Regions from separate parts of the Anas platyrhynchos genome. Here region 1 is linked to region 2. The links are chromatin contacts, called in public Hi-C maps. All regions are on one chromosome and are shown on one strand. Each heading gives the region's core, a stretch centred on a gene start, on an enhancer-like site or on the middle of the called end of the contact. The rest is flanking DNA. Distances are from core to core; before and after follow the strand shown.

What was found. Hi-C and Micro-C count contacts between places; a contact is called where the count stands out from the background.
Region 1: a contact with region 2 is called in a Hi-C map of F1 follicle, with 2.2 times the contacts expected there. The contact joins the promoter of LOC101805210 here to the enhancer-like site in region 2. A contact is called at or near these places in 4 of 8 Hi-C or Micro-C datasets (F1 follicle, liver, skeletal muscle and 1 more).

Annotation. Positions count from the first base shown.
Region 1 is chr24:6,773,553-6,776,817 of IASCAAS_PekinDuck_T2T, forward strand. It overlaps LOC101805210 (avidin), which reads right to left and starts at 1,881. Exons shown (of 5, transcript XM_027444048.3): 1 at 1,833-1,881. The coding sequence starts at 1,866. It overlaps LOC119713683 (a long non-coding RNA gene), which reads left to right. Exons shown (of 3, transcript XR_005260888.2): 2 at 2,273-2,662; 3 at 2,943-3,265.
Region 2 is chr24:6,726,323-6,729,254 of IASCAAS_PekinDuck_T2T, forward strand. The region is part of intron 1 of LOC101805210 (avidin); the gene reads right to left. Among named protein-coding and RNA genes, the nearest start is that of CTPS1, 25 kb to the left of the region's middle. Within about 2 kb of position 1,584, at least 3 of the 8 cell types and tissues checked have an H3K27ac peak or open chromatin away from gene starts, as enhancers often do. A contact at or near this core is called in F1 follicle, where this site is marked.

The DNA.
Region 1 (3,265 bases), core at 631-3,130, 48 kb after region 2:
GTACAGAAATGCAGCTCAGTTCTTCAGATATCCCAACATTATCAATTTCTCATCAAAGTACCCATTAACCCACATTTAATGGATTTGACATCTTGAAATGGCCCCAAGTTTGTCCCATTCACTATGCTTTAAAGACAAGCATCTGACATGTCTTCAAGAAATGAGAATATACAGGGAGAAAAAAAAAAAAAAAAAAAAAAAAAAAAAAGGAAAAAGAAAACAACTTGCAAAGTAGTGAGGAGCAATGCCACAGCGCAACCAGTCAGCAAAGAACCTTGTGGACTGCATTGTACATTAATGATAATTATGAATTAGTACATTGCTTTCTGAAGATTAATTAATTGATAAATAGAATAAGGACTGGTAGCCCTAATCTGTGGCAGGGTGCCATCACATAAACTTTTCTATAAACAACAAAAACAAAGATGTTGCACAAAGGAACTCAGCCAGTGCAGGAGACAGCAGAAAGGAGACCTTGCAGATCAGACCATGGGTTAAGGAAGTTGTCTGGAAATGTCACTGCAGGAGCATGGCACAGTGGTGCTGCAGTTTGTTAGATCAGAGGTTGGACTCAATGATCTTGAGGTCTCTTCCAACCTAGACAGTTCTGTGATTCTGTGATTCTGTTTTTATGCCATCTGTCTTGCTCTGATGACTAGAGCCCAGAGTGGACTGTATGTTACATTTGCTTCCAGAGCTGTTATTCAGATGGAGGAGCTGAAAGAACATGAAAGCCGGGGAAGTAATTGCTTGCTGTAATACCACAGAAGCAACAAAAGGCAAAATCTGTGCATTGGAAAAGCCAGGAACAGAGTACAATGGGAAATAATGCAGTGTGGGTGCTAAATTCCTGTAGGCACTGGGAAAAGGTCATGTTTTAAAGACTCAAAGTCAGGGTTGCAGATGTAGATACCCCTGCAATCTCTGCTGTCTCTTGGGGATTGGGTCATTCTGCCTGGCTCTTTATGGCTTGTCTGGATCTGGCGTAAGTGCCCCATGCGCTGAGCATCCACCATGTCATTTAAGAGATGGTATCTTCACATTGCAGTAGACCAGGTTGCCAAGAGTGCTGCTTTGATTCAAGTTATTTACACTAAAATTTCCTTTTCTATATTCTGTCCTCTCTCCTCTGTTTTCATATTCAGACATGAATATCTTACAAACCAATTGCCCAGAGTTATGTTTGTGGGGCAGAACGGACAGAACAGAAACCACAGAGACAAATGAGCTCCACGACTTTGTTGGCAGAAACAAAGCTTTCTTGTTGGTTTGGGGGCATCAGGTATAGCTTCACATACAGAGTTCTTAGATGTGTTCTAAGCAAGGACCAAGAAACATTCATTAAGAATAATATTATAGCTTCCTTTTAAAGCAGCATTTATGGAAGCATGAGTCAAAATACTGTTTATGAGACAAAATACAGTTTATGAGTCAAAATACAGTTTCTGCAGGGATCCCCACAAAGTCATTTGAATCATACACTAGTCTGGGACCAGGGCAATCATTCTCACAACTTGGTCAGCGAAGAGAGGTTAGGTAGGGAGAAGTTATGTTACAAAAACTTCATCTGGAGGTGGAATGACATGATCTCACATTCTTAGCATCAGCCAGCTCAGTGCGTCAGCATTGGCAATCAGTTATCCCAGCTTGTAAACAAGCTTGTAATCACAGCACTCCATGGCAGCATTCATTGGAACACACCTGGAAAGGTATGCTTGTTTTTAAAGAGAAATCCAAGAAGCAGCTTTTAGCCTGGCAGATTTTGATTGCACTTCCACAGATGTAATTATTGAATGCATTGATTTCATTAACCATAATGAGCACTTCCTTACCCATTTGTCCATAGCTTTCTTCAGTGGATGGCATAGTGCTTGCATAGTAGCAGGTCCCTCAGTCCCACCTGGCAGTGCATGACTCAGGATGGCTCCAGCACCACAATGCGATGCAAACATGTAGCCCTCCATTATTTCTTTTCACCCAGATGAATGAACCCTGAATCAGATGTCAATAACTATTTGACATTCTTGGAGATCTCTGCATGCTGGTGAGTTTATCTCCATACAATTTCCCTGTTGAGAAAGCAACAAAGGGCTTCAGCAACTGCTGCTCTGTGCAATAGGAAGCTGTGGTAGAGATTGAGCAATCTAAGGAATGCTTGAAACGCCTACTTGAGTATTGGCTCTGGAGCCCTGTGTTTTGCCTTTTCTATGCATCCTGTTGGTTAGATGTTTCAGTTCTTCATTTCATGTCACTTGGCCTCACTTTTTGGCAGGATCCTTCCCTCCTTGCCAGAAGCCCAGTGCTGTGTTTGTGGAGCAGAGTGCACAGGATGGAAGCAGATGAACAGGAATACACATGAATACATCACCAACTCTTACTGACCATTACATGAAGTTGTCTGGACCAACGGAACAACATCCTGTGTGTGACACAGCATCTTGAGTCAGCATTTGCATCATTCAACCCTTTATCTGCATAGGTCACTTTTCATTTCTGCTGAGCCCAAGGAACTGTGGCCATGGTTGTCCCATCATCATACTTCACTCATGAGCAGCTCACCCAGAGCTCTGGCTCTGCAAACACTGACAGTAACCAGGCAGTAATAAGTCTCACTGTTTGGGACCACAAACATGATCTCTGTGGAAATCACCATTTCAGATAGGTAAGCAGCTCCCTCTTTTAGCCCGTTGTGGGGAGCTAACTCTCCAGCAGGGCAGTGTGTGTGGTGCTGGGTACTGCAAGTCTCTCTGCCCAGGAGCTCCTAAATGCAGAGAGTTTACCTGCAGGTGGAATTCGGGGGGAAGGGGAGAAGGGCAGTGGTTTGCAGTGATTCATGTCATTGCTACCTTGCCCATTGTGCCAGCCCTGTGGTAGTTACATCGACACACCTTTCATCGGGAAATGAACAAATGATGATACAATCTTGTGATGTCTCCCCACAGCTACATTTTGAAATCCCCATGTCATAGCCTAACCTGAAACTTCATCAGTCTTCGTGTGTATTCCTGCTGTTCCAAACCATGGTCTCTGTGTCTGGAGATCCTCCATTCAAACCATCTCTTTCCAGCATAGCGTACATGTACGGGCACAATGAGGCCTGCTCTGTTTGGTACCAGGTCTGTCATAAGCCTGCCTTTGGTGCTGTGAAAAGGAGACTTGTGTCTACTGGAGATGCAGGAGGGGGAAGTGTCTGGTGCTATTCCTCCACCTGGGAGTTTTGTGGACTCACAGTGTGCTGGGACCTGAGCTGTTACTGTAAGTCCTG
Region 2 (2,932 bases), core at 334-2,833:
AGCCCTCCGAAAGTCCAATACAGCGGTTTTACTGGTCCCCTTCCTGGCTTCGCCAAGAATAGTGAACTCCACCATTTCGTGGTCACTCTGCCCAAGACAGCTCCCAACAATCACATCCTCCACCAGTCCTTCTCTGTTTGTGAAGAGAAGGTCTAGCGGGGCACCACCCCTGGTAGGTTCACTAACCAGCTGTGTCAGGAAGCTATCTTCCACGCTCTCCAGAAACTTCCTAGACTGCTTCCTCTGGGCTGTGTTGTGCTTCCAGGATATGTCAGGGAAGTTGAAGTCCCCCACGAGTACAAGCGCTGAAGATTTCGCAACTTCTGTCAGCTGCCTGTAGAACTCCTCATCCGTCTCCTCATCCTGGTTCGGGGGTCTATAGAAGACCCCGACCAGGACACTAGCCTTGTTGTCCCTGCCGATCCTAACCCAAAGGGACTCGACCTTGTCATTCCTAGCCTCGAGTTCTACAACATCGAAAGACTCTCTAATATAGAGAGCCACACCGCCACCCCTTCTGTGCTGCCTGTCCCTTCTGAAGAGCTTATAGCCAGGCATTGCAGCACTCCAGTCATGAGACTGGTCCCACCAGGTTTCTGTGATGGCAACCAAGTCATAGCCTGCCCGCTGCACGATGGCTTCCAGCTCCTCCTGTTTGTTACCCATGCTGCGTGCATTGCTGTAGATGCACTTCAGCTGGGCCATTACCTCATCCTCCTGCCTTGCCATTGTTCCCCCTGGTACAGCCCCAACAATCCTTGCTTCAGCCCCATCCCCCTTCTTACCTAGTTTAAAGCCCTCTCAATGAGACCTGCCAGCTCCTGGACAACAACACACGTAGGAAACAACACACGTAGGGCTAATTTAAAGCTCTGGTGGCATATTTCATTATTTTTGTACCCATCTTTAAACTGGTACTGACAGTATTTGCATTGTAATGATTAAATTTCCTGTCTCACTATCTGCCTGGTAGCAAAGGCGATTTTTGGATAACTGGAGAACACTGAGAGTTCCCATTCCTCTGGGAGCAGTCTCACCTCAGTGCAGGATTCAGCTCTATCCAAGGAGCTGCTTTTTCCCAACAGTGTAGGGAAAGGTTTAGAGCAGCAAACAGGTGTCAATGTATAAGAAATACTTTTCAGGGTATCAGTCAAGCAGTACTGAGAGAAAGTTGGGTTCTCCCAAAATTTTGTGGCCTGCCTCTTTGAAGATGGTGCTCTAGGGATGAAGACACTCAAACTTCAGCTGAAAGCCAAGTAAGATTTCTGGCAGAGACTTTGCTGAAAGTCATATAAGATTTCTGGCAGAATTAAGGGGTGAGATCAGATGTCCATGTTTCAGTCCACAACATAAATCTGACAGGATCACTCTCTTGTGCAGAGAACAGATGACACAGATTCTCACTGAAGCGTCACTTTCCCTCAGGTTCCTTTGACTTGGAAAAAAAAAGTAGCATCCTTCTTCCATTTTAGGAGCAGAGCATATGTGACTGTCAGCAGGAGAGAATATACTACTAACACAGCAATGTGTGCGAAATGGGGACCTGACCTTGGCTGGAGGACAGCTGAGCACAGCTCAGCACATGCAGAAGGAGTTCTGCTGATAAAGTGCAAAAGAAATGAAGGAACTGGCATGAGAGGACACCAGCATGATCAGAGGGTGTGAGGATTCAAATGACAGAAGAGTTTTCAGGCCCGCATGGCTGGCTGAGAAAGACCAGATCACACAGTAATGCTTTTGTAAATCTTTTCCAAGCAAGCCAGGCAGGAAGAGAAAAGAGGTAAAGAGGAAGGAAAGAGGAAGGAGAAAGGAAAGAGGAAAGTAAGACTCCAGAAAGAATGAAGGAAATTCATGTTGGCGCTGAACTCCGAGACAGAAAGACTGCTCTTGGGAGATTCTTGAACGGACTGTTACAGGAATAAAACTGAGCTTGCAAGGAAAGCTCACAGAAGCAGCTGAGCCTGGGCTCTGCCCAGATCAACTGTAGGTTGGAGATACATCCTGCAAACAGCTGAGGTGGGAGATCCATGGGGTCAGTGTCAGCTTGGGCTTTTGTGGTCAGTGCCCAAAGTCAAAGAACTCTAACAAGAGGCTTTGCCTCTACCATCATTTCTGGCTGCGTGCTGGTAACAGGAATACATGTAGGATGTGATATGAACTGCTGTGGTTGTTTAGGATCTGGATGGGGTTTGAGCTACCAGATCTAACACCTTCTCATCAATATCCTGAGTATCTGCAAAACATCTGGCTATGTTGGGTAGCAGGTATATTAGAACAGAAATTAGAACAGAGCAGAAGACCCCATGAAGAGCTTGGCACTATCAGGGTGGCATTTCTTTATCCCATGTGAAGGATGATAGCTGCTCCACAATGTAGTCATTTCAAAGACACGCCAGTCTGAAATGTCTTCCATTCTCTTACCCTGATTTTTATGAACACAAACATTTTGAGCCTAACTCTGCAAGTGGTCTCCTCTTCTTCCTCTACCCTTTAGTTCCTAATTTAGAAGAGGCAAGAAGCTGAGGAATTTCAATTCCTTTCTGAATGCATATACATGTATGCTACCTTCATTGGTTGGTAATTAGTGTATCATGTAAGGAGTGTGAAATCTCTCAAAGTGGACTGCATGGAAAAGGACACATCATTCCTTGTTCGTATAGTCTTAAAGGGAGCAAAATCCTGCTGTAAGTGCTCTATGAGGTTTTACATGATTGGGTTATTCATCTGTATGAAAAGTGTGAGAAATAGAGTGACTTCCAGTTAATTCAGTTCTCAGATAATTTGAACTTCTATTTAATTCAGTCAAAACTCCAGAAATACAACTCTCTGCTTCCTTGAAATAAAATCATTTACACTCTATTCCTACTAGCTGATGTAGCTGTAAGTGGGTTTTTCATTTAGAGGCCACTTCACAGCTAATTTTTATACTGTT